3 separate regions of the Mus musculus genome follow, and regions 1 and 2 are each linked to region 3. A link is a contact called in public capture Hi-C data. All regions are on one chromosome and are shown on one strand. Each heading gives the region's core, a stretch centred on a gene start, on an enhancer-like site or on the middle of the called end of the contact. The rest is flanking DNA. Distances are from core to core; before and after follow the strand shown.

Region 1 (3,378 bases), core at 501-3,000, 1.0 Mb before region 3:
ATAAAAATCTATTAATGCAATAAACCTACTTAATAAAAGTTACTTTCATATTCAAAAACAAAATATTAAGGCGTGCTTCAGATCTGAAAGTCAAAAATGAAGGAATAAATTAGCCGGGGTTAAGAGCCTTGCAGCAGCTGACTAACAAAGCTCCCGGGGATTATAAAATTTCATGCTCTCGTAATAAAAAGGATAAAGGATCGGCTAGAAGACCACTAAAAGTTCAAATAAATGAACATAAGAGAGAGGAGAAAGTCTGACAAGACGGAGACCGCTAATGTGTGAAGGCTGAAGCGACGGAATTAAAGTGCTGGAGACCGGAATTAAATGCAAAATGAATTCGGGGAGGAGATTAATAGAAAATTATAAAGGTAAATGAGTTCGGTTTCAGGGTTTCAGAAAACTTTAGATATCTCATTATTTTTCTTAGCACTTAAAGAGAGGCAGAGAAAGACAAATTAAAACTGGGCATAAGCCATACTGGAGTGAGTGGGAGAACCGATAATTTCCTTACCTGAAACCGCCCCTCCCCGTATTCCCTAGACTTGACCTTCAGTTATTCAGTACCACAAAACAGCCCCCAGTGTAGCAAGTCCTCCCAGAGTCCTTTGCAGCACACTGGGGCTGTGAATCTAAGTTTTTGTTTAATTATGTGGGAATATATTTAAAAGGAGCCGACTCTATGCCTCTCTCCTTCCATTCTTCCGGATCGTATGATACCTGATGGCAGCGGGTACTTCCAGCAACAGTTTTGGACCACTTGATGGTCATGGGAAGGAAAATTATATGGAGAAATGACAGGGTGGAAGGAGGCTGGGACACTGCTGCTGTGACCCCGGGTTTCCTAGTTCCAGACTTAAAAAACTCCACCCGATGTGATTTTGAGTTACATCCTCCAAGTCAAAGGAGATGTTATTGGAGAGAATTTCTGCCTTCAGACCTGAGCTTCAGTGGCAGAGGCGGGGTTGTGGTGGGGGTGCTGAGGACGTGACCCTACCGTGAACCGAGGCTGATGCCAGAGGCCAAAAGACTGTAAGCCAGAGTCTACTCCAATTAAAATATGCGGGGGCGGGTGGGGTGGTGGTGGTGTGTGGGAGAGGCAGGGGAGGGATGGGGGAGGCGTAGGTGGGGCTGGAGACTGGTGACGGGGGTGGGGGGGTGGGGTGGGTGGGGTGGGTGGGTGGGGGAGTGGGGGTGGGGGTGGGCCAGGGGTTGGCGGTGTCTGAGGCCATGGTTCATTTGGTGAAATATTTGCCTTGCAAGCACAAGGACTAGACTTCCATCCTCAGAACCCATGTGAAAAACCAGGCATGGTGGTGCATGCTTGCAATCCCAGCACTGGGGAGGCAGAGGCAGAAGGACCCCTGGGCTTCCCTGGCTGCCTGCCTAGCTTACATGGAGAATTATAGGTCCGTGAGAGGCTACTTCTCAAGCCAAAGGGGGAAGGCATCTGAGGGATGACCCCCAAAGTTGGCACACAAACACAGAGAAGAAAAAGCCCATTTTTTTTAAAAATTTGAATATGACTTTGCCTAGAGGGAGCGACGTTTTAATTTCCTTATAGATCAGTACGATCAGGTACTTTGAAAAGTTTTTTTGTTTCTTTTTTTTTTTTTCTTTCTTCTTATAGAAAGACAGAGTAAACGTCAATGCTGCTGACCAAGGTGCGCTTCTCTCACTTGTTTATAGGATCTTGAGGGAGGGCGATGGTGTCCCTGTTGGAGAGGGGAAGCAGACGCTGCATGAACTTTGACCCCATCCTGTTGCCGGCTCAGTATCTCCACTGTGCTCCCGCTCTGTCTGTTGAGGCAGGATCTCATGTAGCCCAGGCTGACCTCCAATGTAGCCAAGGATAATTGTGAACCCCCGGTCCTCTTTTCTCTCTCTCCCAAGTGCTGGGATCACAAGGCAGTACCCTCCCCCAGTTTTATTTGATACTGGATAGAATCCAGGGTTTTACACAGGCAATGCAGGGCCCTACCCTTGAACTCCAGCATGCCCTGCCCCCATTTCCTCTTCCTATCTGTCTACCACAGCAGTAGGAAGGTCCGGGACATTTGTTTGCTCTTCAGGAAACACCTCCCATCTTGGCCGTAGAAGGCATTCTTTGCCCTCAATCCAGATTGAATTTCCTTTATCCCGAAAAACTGGTGACTCACGGAAGTGTTTCCAGAGTGAACATGGTTAGAACTTCTCCAGAACCCTTGGGGGAGAGAATCTTCTAGGCTTTCCCTTCTTGTGTTCTCCAGTAAGTCTCCACAGCATGCATGCCTCTGAGCAGCACTGACTCCTCCCGTGGGTTCCAGGGAGTCTGTGATTGCACGCACCAGGCAGCTTTCTAGTTCCTCCTTCCCACCACTCCGCAATGTTTATTCTCTGAGTCGTTAGTCATGTGCTGGGCCATGGAAATACAGCAGTGACTGAAACCTGCAGAAACTGGTTTATTCATGGCTCTGCCAGTTTGCTGATTCTTAACACGCCCTTATGGGGCAGTTGGTTACTACGACTGAATGGTATATTAGAACGATATTGGGGTTATTTAACTGGCCTCAGATTTTATGTAATTTCCACTTCTGATCTCGTAGATATAAACATGCCGGTGAAACTAACAACAGCCAGAAGAACAACTCCAGACGCAACAAAATGACAGGAGCTATGGAGGCTGAAGTAGAGGGCCCTCAAGGGATGGGGAAGATGGTTCTCAACTGGAAACTAGACTTTCTCAATAAATATGAATGGTGGCTTGGCTATGTCTCAGTTCCTATTTGTGAATGTGGAAGAAAAACTATTTGGTAAATGCAATAAGGGAAGAAATGGTATTTTAAAACAGAAGCCAGGTGGTTGTGGCCCACACCTTTAATTCCAGCACTCAGGAGGCAGAGGCTGGTGGATCTGTGTGAGTTCAAGGACAGCCTGGTCTACAGATCAAGTTCCAATATAGCCTGGGCTACACAGAGAAACCCTGTCTTGAAAAACCAAAGACAAAACAACAACCACTACCACCACCAACCAACCAACCAACCAAAACCAACCAACCAACCAAAACCAACCAACCAACCAAAACCAACCAACCAACCAAAACCAACCAACCAACCAAAACCAACCAACCAACCAACCAAAACCAACCAACCAACCAACCAACCAACCAACCAACCAACCAACCAACCAAAGCCACCCAACCAACACCTAATAGATAGAAGTTAGCAGGCTGTGTGGAAAGTGGAAGTTCATGAAAGACATGTCCTTTCCTCACAGGAGACTGCAGCTCCTTCAGGCTTCCGACATGGACTGAAGACAGGGGCCTTTGCTGGCATCCTCCAGGCCTTCAGAACAAGGTTGAGACTGCCCAGGCACCCAGCCTTGTGAACCGAATAACGA
Region 2 (3,306 bases), core at 258-2,757, 1.2 Mb before region 3:
GCTGCCCCCAGCAGAGACAGGCAGACGTGCCAGCCTTCTTACCTGTGTGGCTAATCTGAGTCAACATCAATAGCAACTCCTGCTACCCTGAGGCAGGTAAGTGATATCTGCTGCGACCCACCATCCAGACATGGTTGTGAGGAGGGCCCGCTGTCTCATTAGCTTACCTTACTGATACATAAGCCAAAAGAAGCACTACTATGTAATCAGAGCCTCTGGCTCTACTGGCTTTGCTGTGTGTGTGTGTTTGTGTTTTGCAGAGCTGAGTCTACACAGCCCGGGGTCTCTCACAGGCAGGCAAGTGTCACCACGGAGTGACGTCCGTCCTCAGCCCTCGTTGTATGCTTTGCGATCCAGGTGCACTAACTATTCTTTTTTTTTTTTTTAAAGACTTCTTTATTATTATATCTAAGTACATTTTAGCTGTCTTCAGACACCCAGAAGAGGGCATCAGATTTCATTATGGATGGTTGTGAGCCACCATGTGGTTGCTGGGATTTGAACTCAGGACCTTCAGAAGAGCAGTCAGTGCTCTTAACCCCTGAGCGCATCATCTAAAAATGCCTGAACTGACGGACTGCAAGGCAGACGACTATGAATTAACAGCACATTGTTTGCATCTATTCCACAGACTATATATAGTCCCTCAACCCCACACTATACAATTACATAAAAACACACAGAAAACTATCAACTCGACAACGGCTCCGCCGTTACTGGGACGGTGTGGTAGGGAAGAGGATGGGCGACCACCGTAGCTCCTTTTAAATTGTTTCTTTGAGACAGGGTCTCACGGAGCCTGGGCTGACCTTGTGCTCTGTATGCAGCCAAGGGAAAGCCTTGAACTCCTGATCTTCCTGCCCTCGCCTTTTGAGTAGGGAGGCTCCTTCCACCATGCCTGGCTTATGTGGTGTTGGGGACTGAACTCGGGGCTTCACACAAGTGTTCCACCAACGGAGTCACATCCCCAGCCCCTGAATTAAAAATGGTAACAACAGTAACAGTGATTTTTAAAAATGTAGTTTATAGAGACAGGGTTTTCTTACAGCCCAGGTTGGCCACGCCTGGTTTATGTGGTAACTAGGGATGGCACCCAGGGCTTTGTACTGCCAAGGCAGTCACACCTCCAGGCTGTGAATTAAAAATAATAATTATAAAAATCATATTTTCCAAAAGGAGACCAGGTATTCATATAGTGCAGATCGGCCTAAAACCCCCGATCCTCTTGCCTCCACTTCTCCAGTGTTACGGTTACAGGCGGTGTGCCTTTAAAGGTGCTGAGGATGCGGCCCGGTGCATGCTGGGTAAGTGCTCTGCCCACCAGGCCCCAGCCCCAGCCCCAGCTCCTTCCCCCTCTGCCCCCTGGCAGGCAGGAGCCCGCTGGAAGCGCACCGCTGCTTACCCGTGTGCGAGCGCAGGTGCACGGTGAGCTGGCTGGAGTTGCGACTGGCGTAGGGACAGATCTGGCACTTGAAGGGTCGCTCGTCCGAGTGGATGCGCAGGTGCTTGTTAAGGCTGCTGCTGTCCGCCGCCGCGTAGTCGCACGTCTTGCACTTGTAGGGCTTGACGCCCGTGTGGCAGCGCATGTGCGTCTTCAGCTTGTCCTTCCGGCTGAAGCACTTCCCGCACACCTCACACTTGTGGGGTTTGTCACCTTCCGGTGCACGCGCGAGCCGCGGGCAGCGGCGGGGAAGCAAGACCGAAAGGTTAATATTTGCTTCCCAACCTTAGAAGGGGACTAACCCGCAGGCTGTGAGGTTGCTTAGAGACCTCACAGGCACGGGGCAAGGGTGGTGGCTACGCTGCATTGCTTATTAGAATTTTCAAGCTTCCCCCCCTAAGATGAGTATGAATTCCTTATTAATTAAAAGCACACAGCAACTAAATAAATAAGCAAAAATATTTTGTTGTTTCCAGACGTCTCAAACTTGTTATGTAATCCAGGCTGGCTTTAGTTTCCCTGCCTTCGAGTCCAGAGTTCTGGTATTACAGGCGTGCCTCGCTACCCAGGCTTTAAAACAAAGCAGCTTTCTGCTCCTCTTCTGGCGTGGATGGTATTTCTGCCCCCGATACTCGATGTTCCCTAAGCCTTACAGGGTCTGGTATAAATGTTCTGTCCACCTAGCTCAACGTTTATCATCTTCCTAACTTTGGTTATCATATTATTCCCCGCCCCCCCTTTTTCCCATTTTCAGACAGGATCTCACCATGTAGACCAGGCTGGCCTGAACTCACAGAGACTTGCCTTCCCAAGTGCTGGGATTAAATGTGTGCATCCACCATACCTGACAGTTTTTAACTGCATATTTTGATATTTAATTCTTTCCCATCCTAAAGTACTATTTTTTTTTTGCCATACACAAACACACACACTGAAGGACGTTAATGCAATGGGAAACAGCCATCTTTTATATCCATTCGCTTTTCCCAGATCTGAGCCACAGTGGCCTGCCTTCCTCAACTGCCTGATCGCTCCGTGCAGTTATGTGAAGGACAGACAAACAGCCATCTTGTCTAGGTGCTGTTTAGGTTTCTCTGTTACAGCAGCTTAATCTAACACATTGACCCTTGCTTGAGCAATGGCTATGATCTGTATCGTCCCTATTTAGTGTGTGTGTGTGTGTGTGTGTGTGTGTGACCAGGGCATGTGTGGAGGTCAGAGGGCAACTCGCAGAACTTGGTTCTTTTCCCCTTACCAGTGTGGATCTTGTAATCGAACTCATGTCTTCAGACTTGTCAGGAAGCCCCACTAAGCCATCTCACCAGCCCAGTGCAGTAGGTGTGTGTGTTGTTAGGGAATGAGCTAGGGTCTTGGGATTGCTAGCCAAGTGTTCTATAACTGGGTTACAGTCCCACCTCTTTTTAATTAATTAACTTTTGTATATGGGCTTATTTTTCATTTAGTACAAAAAACTTTGCCAGCTTATGTCTTTTTATTTTTTTGAGACAAAGTCTCAGGTTGGCTCTGAATTTGCTAAGAATCCAAAAATGACACTGAACTTCTGACAGTCCCGAATCTATCTCCAGGGCGTTGGGAATTCAGGCGTGGACCATCGAGTCCCATTGATGCCTTTCTAAGGATGGAAGCCAGAACCTCCTGCATGTCAAATTAGCGACAAACAGCCTGAGCCCCGCCCCTGTACCACGCCCCCAGCCCCTGACATCCAAGGTCCTATCTGAGGATTGTTTTGTTTCATCCTCTTTACAAAGCTGGGACTAGGGGGCTGGAGAGATGGCTCAGAGGTTAAGAGCACTGGCTGCTCTTCCAGAGGTCCTGAGTTCCCATTCTCAGCGACAACATGGTGG
Region 3 (3,569 bases), core at 995-3,494:
CATGTGGTTGCTGGGATTTGAACTTGGGACCTTCGGAAGAGCAGTCGGCGCTCTTAACCACTGAGCCATCTTGCCAGCCCAACTTGTTTTTATTTTATGCATATGTGTTTTGCCTGCATGTGCCTGTGCACTGCTTGCTTGCCCAGTGTACACAAAGGCCAGAGAAGAACATTGGGTCGCCTGGAATGGAAGCCACCAGTGGTTGGGAGCTGCGACGTGGGTGCTGGGAATCAAACCCAAGCCCTCTACCAGAGTGTCTCACACTCTTAAGCTCTGCACCATTCCTCTCGCTCTGTCTAGGTTTTGAGACAAAGGCTCAAGTCTTGGTAGCCCAGGCTGACGCTGAAGGCTGGGGATTAGAGTCATGTGCCATCACTCACAGCCGAAGACCATCACAGCTGGGCTTGTTGACTCTAGACATTTCCTCTTAGAAGGACAGAACAGGGAGGCTCGTGACACCCACACTGGCATGACACCCACACTGGCATATACACCCTGCCCAACTAGCTGTATGTTATTCTGCTCTAACTGTCCATGGGGTTAGCGAGCTAGGAGGTGGTGGGAAAGGATTCTGCAACAGGGCTCAGTCTATGTGGCCCCTTGGTAGCCTTCATCCCTGCTAGGTGCAGACCGTCCAGTGTGGCTGTTTAAGATCACCCACACACCTGTTGTTAATCCCTCACCCTCGGGGTGAACTTTGTTGGAATCACACCTTGGTTTGTCATTGGGTCCTCAGGAGTAGTGAAGGAATTTTCCCAAAAGGAAGGAATTTTAGCAACACAGTGCATGCCTGTAATCCCAGCACCCGGGAGGTAGAGGCTTGTGTAATGCCTATGCGGGGAGTTTGAGGCCCAAAAGCTTCAAGTTTGTTGTGCTGAGCTGAACTCTTGAACATGGCAGTGGTCTGGCTCAGATGATAACCCTTTATACCACACAACTCCAAACCCAGAGAATGTGGTTCTGAGGATGGGACCTAGGGTTTGCCTGTTACCAGGCACTCGCCAACTAAGCTGTTTTTGGTTGTTGTTCGGTTTGCTTGGCATTTTGTGTGTGAGAATGGGAGTTGGTTTTGGGACAAACAGCAGTGTAGCACTGGCTGGCTTCAAAGATGCTCAGTAGCCAACCTTGACCTTGACCTTGACCTTGACCTCCTGATCCTCCCGAATCCTTCTACCACCTCACCAAGTGCCTTTGAAATGGAGAAGATTCAAACGCAAGAGTGACTAGACACGAGTTGAAGCTCTGCAAAGGTCACCACCACACACAAGCACACATGCACATACATGCACACACACATTCATTCACACACTCTCCCATACACTCACAAACACACACCACACAAGCTCGTACAGTCATCCAATCAGGAGAAAAGGCAGTGGAGGAAGGGTGAATGTAGATCCTTATTTTCCACTATCCAGACTTCAGTACTATTGGGGGATTTGAACCATTGACAGACTATTTGACTTGGTAGATTTTTTTTATTGAGAGCAATTTCATCAGGATGGCAAGGGCTGTGAAAAATACTACTCGCGGACAGGATTGGCTGCCAGAGCCACTGTGCATCCTCTCGAAAACCCAAAGCCACATCACTCTGGTCACACAGAACTCTCAGCACCAGGAAGGAGCAGCCACAGAGTGCCATGTGCCTGATGCCAGCGCCACCGTGTGGCAAAGGTTTGAAGCTTCCGTTCACTTGGACTGAAAGATTTTTGGCCCGTTCCTAAACTTACGAGATTGATACGTATTAGCAAAAATGTCAGACACATAGGGAAACTTAAAACACAACCCTGTATCACAGTTGTAAGATTTGAGTGTATTAATTTGGACAGAATAAGATAGCAACTGAGCCACAACCATCAGTCAAGGTGGAGGCCAATAAAGATTGTCCCCAGCTACATGATAGTCTAAGGCCACCCTGAGTTGCATTAAGACCCTGCCCCCCTCCCCAAAAAAAGAGATTAAAACAAATTTTAAATTGGGGTGGGGGGGGTGAATTGAGACAGGGTTTCTTTGTACAGCCCCGGCTGTACTGGAACTAGAGCTATAGACCTGGCTAGTCTTGAACTCAGAGATCCACCTGCCTCTGCCTTCTGGATGCTGGAATTAAAGGCTTAAGCCACCATACCTGGCAAACACACACACACACACACACACACACACACGTGCACACACCAAGCCCTACAGGATGGAGAGATGGCTCTGTGGTCATGAGCACTGGCTGTTCTTCCGGAGGAAGAGCTCAGCTTCTAGCACCCACTCGTGGTGGCTCACAACCATCTGTGACTCTAGTTCCAAGGGATCGCATGCTCTCTTCAGGCCTCAAGCACCACGCACACAGGTGCACATGCATACATACATACATACATACATACATACATACATACATACAAAGCCCTCATGCAGGCGGGCATCAACCCTTGGCTTGTGAGCTGCAGGGTACTCGGAACAGAACCCTGGGATCATCTTTTTAAGTGACAGACAGGAGGAGGCATGGTAGAGCAGAAGAGACAGGTTCAACTCTCACACTGCTGCATGGAGGACCAGAGGCTCCTCCTCTCAGGGTTAGAAAGTTTTCCCCTCCAGGACCATCTACTGGGGTTTTTATTGGTGGCTGGCTGGTCTGTTGTCTTTTTGAGACAGACCAGGCTTAAACTCCCGGTCCTTTTGCCTCCACCTCCCACACGCTGGGATTCTGGGGATGAGCCGCCACAGGACAACTTGCCCGCTTCCACTGCTAGGCAGAAGGTGGAGGCATCCTAACAGGTAGTGAGCAGACCGGAGTGAATGACGCTGTTGGAATGCCTGCTGTTGACATAGGCACGCCATCAAGGATGCCATCAAGGACGCCATCAAGGAGACAAAGCCTCCTTCGGTCTAATAACAATGTATGTTGGACATGCCCACCATAGCTCTCCCCTGCCAGGGCTTAACGCTCTAAGCAAGTACTCTGGCAACCTTCTCAGCCTGGTTTGTTCTTTTTCTAAATTAAACTGGGTTTCTGATGCCGCTGGGGGAAATAGCAAAACAAGATCTGCAGGCTCTTCCCTTAAAACTATTAAGTGTCACCACCAATGGCTCCAGCAGGAGCAAAGACCATTCCCTTGCCCCCGCACCCACAACTGACAACCAGGGCAAGTTTTCAAAGATGTGTATGTTTGAGCTAACTGCAGGATGACATTGTTCACCTTTATGATCTAGACAGCTGCTCTCTGCTCCGTTTGGAGTCCAGTCCATGGCTGTCCTCAGGAAGGATCCGATCCTAGGACAACCCAGTCCCTGCCTGCAAAGGACCTAGGTGCTGCCCCACCCACGTGGTGCCTGACCCAGCAGGTCTAGTGAAACCTGACAAGCCGAATTTCTAACAATTTTGCTATTCTGGGGCAACAACGACAAAGGTCAATGCAGATGGAGCACTGCATTATGTAGAGTGGGCTGAAGTCATGGTGCTAATTATCACACAGAACACCCCCTGTTCGGACCACTGGGAAAGTCAGACTAGACTGTGGACAGGCAAGAGCTGGAGAGCAGGGTAACTCAGTAAGGGGTGTGTGTGTGTGGGTGTGTGTGGG

What was found. Capture Hi-C pulls out chosen DNA fragments and counts their contacts.
Region 1: a contact with region 3 is called in a capture Hi-C map of embryonic stem cells, with 10 times the contacts expected there. The contact joins two enhancer-like sites. A contact is called at or near these places in 3 of 484 Hi-C or Micro-C datasets (embryonic stem cells and palatal mesenchyme), 3 of 115 datasets of contacts at active chromatin or transcription factors (embryonic basal ganglia and embryonic stem cells) and 1 of 9 other capture datasets (embryonic stem cells).
Region 2: a capture Hi-C map of embryonic stem cells shows a contact between it and region 3, with 5 times the contacts expected there. The contact joins two enhancer-like sites. A contact is called at or near these places in 5 of 39 promoter capture datasets (the HPC-7 cell line, hippocampal neurons, liver and 2 more), 2 of 15 datasets of contacts at CTCF or cohesin (large pre-B cells and pro-B cells), 2 of 484 Hi-C or Micro-C datasets (both in the G1E-ER4 cell line) and 1 of 9 other capture datasets (embryonic stem cells).

What each region holds. Positions count from the first base shown.
Region 1 is chr2:169,099,716-169,103,093 of GRCm38.p6, forward strand. No RefSeq gene overlaps it. Among named protein-coding and RNA genes, the nearest start is that of Gm52536, 22 kb to the left of the region's middle. Within about 2 kb of position 1,751, at least 4 of the 459 cell types and tissues checked have an H3K27ac peak or open chromatin away from gene starts, as enhancers often do. A contact at or near this core is called in embryonic stem cells, where this site is marked.
Region 2 is chr2:168,933,809-168,937,114 of GRCm38.p6, forward strand. Zfp64 (zinc finger protein 64) reads right to left here. Exons shown (of 6, transcript NM_009564.2): 5 at 1,403-1,654. Among named protein-coding and RNA genes, the nearest start is that of Zfp64, 20 kb to the right of the region's middle. Within about 2 kb of position 1,508, at least 13 of the 459 cell types and tissues checked have an H3K27ac peak or open chromatin away from gene starts, as enhancers often do. A contact at or near this core is called in embryonic stem cells, where this site is marked.
Region 3 is chr2:170,102,402-170,105,970 of GRCm38.p6, forward strand. No RefSeq gene overlaps it. Among named protein-coding and RNA genes, the nearest start is that of Zfp217, 27 kb to the right of the region's middle. Within about 2 kb of position 2,245, at least 10 of the 459 cell types and tissues checked have an H3K27ac peak or open chromatin away from gene starts, as enhancers often do. A contact at or near this core is called in embryonic stem cells, where this site is marked.